2 separate regions of the Mus musculus genome follow, and region 2 is linked to region 1. Evidence: chromatin contacts called from public HiCAR-type data. All regions are on one chromosome and are shown on one strand. The core of a region is the stretch at or near the end of the contact, and the rest is flanking DNA. Distances in the headings are between cores, read along the strand shown. Region 1 has its middle 30 kb from the start of Gm31693. Region 2 overlaps Gm31813 (a long non-coding RNA gene).

Region 1 (3,730 bases), core at 521-3,020:
TTGAACTTCTATTCAAGTCGTGGCTCTGTAATTTCCTGGCTGTTGATCTTTGCCCCTGTCTCCTCATCTCCTATAGAGAATTAAAATAGCTACTGCATTCTGACTGGTTGGTGGGTTTTGCATCAGACTCAAGAGATTTTTACAAAGGGAACATTTTATGATGAGAATAATATGGTAGAAGTAATCGTTGTTGTGCTTCAGGAATTCGGAGTTTTCTACATTTTATAAGGACAATACCAAAGATGCATCAAGGCTACAGATTGGAGAAGGTTCCAGAATTAGTATGTGATAAGGTCATGTTACTAAGGCTTAGTGTGATGGCATATTGTGTTCATTTCTGGGGGCTCCATTAATTTCCTCATCTGTAAAATATGCATTCCACATCAATGCTAAGCCCCCATTTTCTACTTAAATGAAAACAAACAAACAAAAAAGAAATAAAAAAGAAGGGGCATGACTGTTGCTAGGTATGGTGGAGAAGAAGGTTTATTGTAGATAAAAGGAAGAACATAGCCAGAGGCTGGGACACCTGGGAGAGTCCAGGTCACCTGGGAGAGTCCAGAATGAACCTAACCTTGAGCAGGAACATGTAAGGAGGGGAAGGCAGAGAGGAGAGAGCAGAGAGGGAAAATCCAGGAAAGAAAAGGATAGACTTTCAGAATTAGGAATCAAAGTAACTGGGTTATACAGGGAAGGGCAACTGCGGGAAGTAGCCCAGTAGCTCAGGGTGGAGGTGTGATATGTCAGTCATATTCTAAACAGGTAGGAATTGATGGTTGCTGGGAGTTCCTGACAACCAGGTCCTCTTTGATATGTTAAATAGGCACCTTGGTTACCCATTTGTCCTGCATCTGAGAGCTAACTTTGCTGCTGGGTGAAATACTTTCCCACTATCATTCTGCACAATGATTCCTGTAGATATAGTTGCCTTTGACTCCTCCGATGTTCTTCTTTGGAGTCCAACATCTGACATTTACAAAAAAGTGATGTTATTCCTAATATACACATATGGAACATGAGCCTCATGAAATGATCCCAAAGTGCTCAACTAAAAACAATGGGGAGGAGGAAAAGTACAGGGACAGAAATAGCAGCAAAGTTCTGGAAGCAACAGGATTTACACCAATACACCCATACTTTTACTCTCTAGTTGAAATAGTGATGGATTTTAACATCTGAACTCTACTTTGGGGTGGTTCAGAGTTGGGGCCAACTGACTCTTTGCTCTATCCATGTGGGCACCTGGAGCCTGAAAGTTTGTCATTTTGAAGACTCTGACTGCACGTCCCCTTTGATCCCTCAGGGCCTAGCAGGAACTGACTAGAAACTGTTGGACTTGGTTGGTTTGTTACAAGTCCTTAACATTAAACAAGGTAATGAACAAGACAGAGGCCAAATGGGGAATAGATCAGTCACCTAGCAGGAAAGATAAAATGAATAATACTGAATATTAGGATTGGATAGGCTTCTATAACAATTTTCAGGTCTCAGAACAAGAAATTTGGCAGATACATGTGAATAGTAGCTGAAGCTGAGTTTATTAAGAAAAAATACTCTTTCAAGGAAGGCAGCAGGCCATAGCAGTGGGGAAGATTAGGAGCTCAAAGGCCCTGTACACAAACGATTGAAACTTTTGTAGGTCATTTGCATAGCATAGACTTTCTCAAGCATTTGCATAAAGAGGGATTTGGTAAGCTTTTGGGCAGACTCTGTTACACAGTAGTCTTGGCATGCTTGATGGTTCCGTTCTTCCTTTCTGGCAACTGGTTTCTTTCATATGCTAATTTACAGGCCTTGCATAAGGCCTTTTGGACCTCACTCTCCACCCTATTCTCCTGCCTCAACAGGACAGGAGTGGCTGGGCAGGAAATGGAGAGATTTTACTCCCAGTGGCTTGTCCCAACACATTCACATTCATATACACTGGGAGGGGTGAGAGTCATCAAAGATGATGCTATTCCCAGGACTTGAAGTTAGCAAGCTTTGCAATGAAGACACTGAATGATCAGAGGTCTACCAACCTGAAGAAGACCCTGGAGTCTAAGGGAAAGACGGGGGGGTGGGGGGGTGGGGGGGTGGGGGGGTGGTAGTGATTGTTTGGGTTAGATGTACCTTTTACAAGCCATGCAGTTCTTCGGCAGAGAAACTGACCTGTCTTGGGCTTTCTTGTAGCAAGCTATGCAAGGGATTCTTGGGACAAGGGACCTTTAGGGTGACTCTATGGACAAAAAGAAGCTGGAGTCATGGGAACCCAGATTCTGAAACAAACTCTGTCCTGACTTAGCTTTGTTGTTTTGACCAAGTGTTTTCTAGCTGGCGGTTAGTGAAGAGTTGAAGGCTGTACACTCTGGAGCCAGAACACCCCAGGCTTTGAAATCTTGGCTCTGATGTATGTTTGCCTGCTGATATTAGTCTTTTGCCAAGATTTCTGTGAGATGATACAGAGCTGTTACCTGGAACAAAGTTGATGCTCAGTAAACAATGCCTCCTTTATCTTCTTTGTGTGCTGAATAAGTAGGAATGCTTGCAGGCCTTACTGACATGGGTGTGCATTACCGCAGAGAAACTGTACTCAGGAGGATGAAAAGACCATGGGGAAAGAAAAACCACAGATATCAGAACTGTGAAAGGTCAATGTATAAGTTAGGCACCTGGTCAGACTTATGGAGTGAGGTATGGGTCAGGAAGGCTAACGACCACTTGAGACTCCAACAGTTCACAGTTTGAATTTATCTCATCAGTTCTAATCAACTTTGAAGTGTGTGTGTGTTTAATATTAAAAAAAAACACTAGTTTACTTAGAACCTGATCAAGTGCAGAAAAATGGTTCCAGAAGTTTGTTTTATACTTTTAGAACTCCATGTTCCTTTGGTCCAGGCACAACTGACTTGTTTTTCATTGTATGCCTGTGGCAGAGAGTCTTTTCACCTCCAGAGAAACCAGACAGAGGAAGTGTGCATGCAAAGTGTATGTGCTGCCTTTAGACTTGGAAAGACTGTCTAAGGATTGCTTACTTGTGACTCACATTATATAATTTTAATAGTGAATGTTATTCAAAATGTAAAGCAATGTTATTTGATCTTTCAACTCTCCCATTTCTTCTGCTAACACTATTTTACGTTGCTTGTGCAGTCTAATGAAGGTTTTAAGAGTTTTGGTGAGCTCTCAAGGCTGGCTGGCTAGATCAGTGCTTGTATTATTGCTTAGTAACTATGTAGCTTTGGGCATGTTAACTGTTCTTTCTGTGTGAGAAGCAAAACCCTTATTCCTTAATAACGAATTCAAGAGACACCAAGTATTAAAAGTGTTATGGGAAGCCCACCAGGTGTGATCATTTAGATACAGTTTATAGCCACTGAAAGCCTTTAAGTCCAGACAGCTGGGACTACACTTAGGGATTTGAGATCCAACTGTAGCCCTAAACATTTAAAGCAAAGACTTTTGAAGGGAAGGGGAAAAACAACCAGCAGCAGCAACAGCAGCAGCAGCAGCAGCAGCAGCAGCAGCAGCAGCAGCAGCAGCAGCAGCAGCAGCAGCAGCAGCAGCAGCACATCCTGTTATCTTGCTTGGCAGCTATATGGGGAGGTTTTGTGCAAGGAAGCAGTTTAACAGAAGCTAAGATGACCTGGGGCATTTGACCGTAGGTTTCCAGAATAGAATTGGATAATTTTCTGCGGGATTCTCCATCAAGGTTAAGTCTAAAACTGCTCTCAGTAAGAATACACAATGG
Region 2 (3,730 bases), core at 547-3,046, 260 kb before region 1:
CTGCCTAGGGAGTTGTCTTTTACACTTCCAGTTTCTAGTTCCCTAAGAAGGCTTCTGATTGGATTAAAATATGTCAGCATTAGGATCCTAGGCTAATCCTTTAGGGCAAGGTAGGAGAGTGGGGTGAACTAGGCCCAGTGTGGTCTCCACCCCCTGCACTAAGTGATTCTTTTGGGATCCTCGTGGATTTGGAGCATCAGAAGGGGGTGGAATTTAGGAATCCAAGGGTCTGTACACTGTTTTCAGAAACAGGGACAGGGGCTCTGACCCGACAAGTGCAATGTTCCCAAGAAAGAGTGGCCCATTTTAAAAAAGGGAGACAGAGAGACCTTTGCAAAGTCTAGATGTATGACTCCCCAGTTGCTGAGAGGACAGTGGCTGTCCCAACTTCACTGATGTGGCCACCAAACAGGTTGAGCCCTGAGCCCAAGCTCAGAAGCCTTGAATAGACCCCCTGTCTCCAAAGCACGAGTTTGCTTTCCTTTCTGCACAGGCCCCGCCCTCCCCTTCCAGAGCGAAGACTCTTGTGGCCTTTGCACACACCTGGGGCAGGGGAAGCCGATTTCTGGTCTGGGACAGGGGACAGCCAGGATCCAAGCTGGGTATGCTGGATGTGCGAGAGTGCTAAAAGAAAAGCCAGGGCTCTAGAGACAAGGAGACACCAGCTGGGTGGCACAGGCCCCACCCTAGTTGGTAGCAAAAGTCGGGGGAGGGGAGGTTCTGGGTCTTTCAATGCAAATATTGTTAACCTAGCCTTGAACATGGTCCGAGTACCCGATGGTCAGTTTGCAAGGTGGGAACAGGAGCCCACACTGTGTACCTGTAAGGAAACATGTAAAACATGACCCACAAAATGTCACCAGAGCTGAGGAGCAGTTTCGTAGAGGCTCTCTGAAGAGAGAACTCTACAGGAAAAAGGGACCTGGAGCTTTCCAGATATTGAGGACAGTATCTTGTGCGTGTTGGAGTGTAGGGGGCGGGATGGGGCAAGGCCTTTCCAACCTCCCCTACCTTGGTGACTGCTGCTAGCTTTGTAATCTGCTCTGCCACGTGGTGTGCGCTTGGAGGTAGGTGGTGGTAGCAGTTATATCGGCCAGAGGAATATTTGGCTAAACATAACATTGAAACCCCCCTCTCCCTAGCCCAGGCCCCCTCTTGACTCGGTGAAGGCGATCCTGATGCGGCTGAGATCCATCCAGCCTGGCCAGGCAGCCGCCGCGCCTCCCCTCCCCCGCTGGACTGTGAGCCCATTTTCGCTCGGCTGGTCTCTGCGCCGCCGGATGGATGGCGCCCCACCCCCCCTCTCCTCTGCTCAGTCATTCAGACTTGGAAAGTCAATAACACGCTGACATCATCAGGGGTTTGTGTATTATTACACGGCTACTTTCCAGAATACCTGGCATTATCTAAGAGAGGAGCACTCGATTGCACCAGCAAGGCCCCGAGCGGAGTCTGCAGCCCCGGGGAGGCGCGGCTGCTGCGGCCAGGCCCTTTTTTTCCACAGGGAGTACCTCCAGGGCACCAATTAGGAACAGATGGTGGCTTCTGCTCTAAAAGCAGATGCACTTTAGATATCGATACAGATTCATTTTGGCTTGGGGGATGTACTCAGAAGTCACCCTCAAGTGACCTCCATTTCTTCTGAAAACACACGTGCCCTGACTTTTGGTCCTTAAAGAGCATTTTCAATGATTCTCACACAGGCAAAAAAAAGAAAGGCATGTGCTCTAACCAGAAGCCAAAGCCTGCCTCTTGATGCTTAGGAGTGGGGGTTGGGAGGCGGGTGTTATGCAATCACCATTGCGGGTGATTAGGGCTTTGCTTTGCCTCCAAGGCTGTTTGGTGGTTGAGTTTCTCTTTAAGCTTACTGCAGGGCAAACGCACAGAAAAACATGGCCCAGATTTATGGTGCAAAACTGCTCTCCGAGTAAATTGCCTTAGCATTCTGTTTCGGTTCTGGAGCAGAGAAGAGTAGATGGATTTGGGGTTAATTAAGATCTCTTTATCATAAGTTCCGGGGGTTACTTTGCCTAGAGTGAGGGGTTTATTTATTTATTTAGGTTTCTTTCTTTCTTTTTAAAAGTTTATTCGTTTAAGTAGTTTACTTCTCTCCCCCTTGCTGTGAAGGGTACATGAAAGGAGCTTTGATACTAATTAATTGTATAGATGGCTGCCACTTTGTTTTAGAGAACACATTCACATATTAAAGACAATACATCCAATAACTCACGCAACATGGTGCCTTTTCTGAATAGCCAAACAGGCTATTTATTTACAGACACAGGACTGGTCTCCTTTAAGTTCTCTTCAGTATTTTTAATTGGAAAAAAAATAATGGCAGCCAGCCCTAATTTGGAGAATGACAAGGGGAAGGGCTGGCCCTCCTTCGCCTGATCTCACCCCCCCCCCCCCGCCCCCCCTTGCTCCCGGCAGGGAGCTGCCTGATCTAAAGTCCTTAAGTTTCCCCTGGAGGAAGCAGAGCAGACAGCCTCTCACTAGTAAGGGTTTCTCTTCCTGCAGCCAGTCCTTTCAGAACCTTAGGGCAACTTCCCCCTAAATGCTTTGACAGAGAGCAATCTGAAGCTGCCATTTCTCAAATCCAGCCACAGCTGGGATGCACAAAGCTAGGAGTCAGGGCAAAAAAATCTCCAAGATGGCCCCCTGATAGCCCTCCCTAGAAGTGTCTGAAATGGTGAGACGTGCAGAAAAGTGGAACTTATGGGGTCAGGAAGAAAATGAACCCTCATTTTGGGGCCTAGTTGAAACCTCTAGCCAGCCGAAAGCAAGATTTTTTTTCTTTTTAAAGTTAAAATTTGCTGTGAAAGTTGCTGTCATACAAACAATATTCCTGTGTATGTGTCTGAAGGCCCAACATGTGAAGGTCACAGGGCAACCTCAAGTGTCCTTCTTCACCAGGTGATCCCCAGTTTTTGCTTGAGATGGGGGTTTCTCAGGTTTTTTGTTGTTTTTGTGTATGGGTGTTTCTATGTATGTATGTATGTATGTATGTATGTATGTATGTATGTATGTATGTGCAAGGGTCTATTGTGGTCAGGAGAAGATGTTTGATCGACTGAAGCTGGAGTTTTCAGTGGTTGAAAGCTCCCAGATATAGGTACTAGGGACTCATCTCTGGTCTTCAGCAAATGCAGCAAAGGCACTTGCGTCCTACCTCTAGCTTCTGGTCTGCTCCCTGAAGTAGGCCAGGTTAGATGGCCAGAGGGTCCGCCCACCTGCCTGCTCCTACCTCCCATTTTGCCATCCTGCAGGTTTCATGGTAATGCCTGACTTTCTGTGTAGGTTCTAGGGAATCAAGCTCAGGTCCTCACACTTGTGAGGCAAGTGCTATACTGACCGAGCCCTCTCCCCACCCCAAAGATTCTTTTCACATAGAAATACTTTGCCAAATTAGCAATGAATCATGCTTAAGTCCTAAGCTTACATTATCTTGAGGATGGCTTGATTTTTCTCTACAGAATATTGTTTGGAACGCTTACAAACAAGACTGTTAAAGCTGGTGAGACAGCTCAGTGGGTAGCGACGTGGGGGTGGGGCTTTGCAAGCCTGGAGATCTGAGTTCCATCCCCAGAACCCATGTGGAAGGAGAGAACCAACTCCGGACTTCTTCTTTTACCTATACATGCACAGCCTGGGATGTGAACCTTTATACATATATCGTGGAGATATATGATAATACATTTCTAGAAGTAAAAGATGTTAATTTGGTTTG

What was found. HiCAR-type assays count read pairs that join an accessible place to other places.
Region 2: a contact with region 1 is called in a HiCAR-type map of astrocytes, with 2.2 times the contacts expected there. The contact joins two enhancer-like sites. A contact is called at or near these places in 2 of 15 datasets of contacts at CTCF or cohesin (large pre-B cells and pro-B cells), 17 of 484 Hi-C or Micro-C datasets (B cells, CD4 T cells, ECoMG myeloid progenitors and 11 more), 13 of 115 datasets of contacts at active chromatin or transcription factors (CD8 T cells, acute myeloid leukemia, astrocytes and 7 more) and 1 of 9 other capture datasets (embryonic stem cells).

The regions. Positions count from the first base shown.
Region 1 is chr3:21,670,716-21,674,445 of GRCm38.p6, reverse strand. No RefSeq gene overlaps it. Among named protein-coding and RNA genes, the nearest start is that of Gm31693, 30 kb to the left of the region's middle. Within about 2 kb of position 1,770, at least 52 of the 459 cell types and tissues checked have an H3K27ac peak or open chromatin away from gene starts, as enhancers often do. A contact at or near this core is called in astrocytes, embryonic stem cells, neural progenitor cells and 1 more, where this site is marked.
Region 2 is chr3:21,933,712-21,937,441 of GRCm38.p6, reverse strand. The region is part of intron 3 of Gm31813 (a long non-coding RNA gene); the gene reads left to right. Among named protein-coding and RNA genes, the nearest start is that of Gm31813, 29 kb to the left of the region's middle. Within about 2 kb of position 1,796, at least 415 of the 459 cell types and tissues checked have an H3K27ac peak or open chromatin away from gene starts, as enhancers often do. A contact at or near this core is called in astrocytes, embryonic stem cells, neural progenitor cells and 1 more, where this site is marked.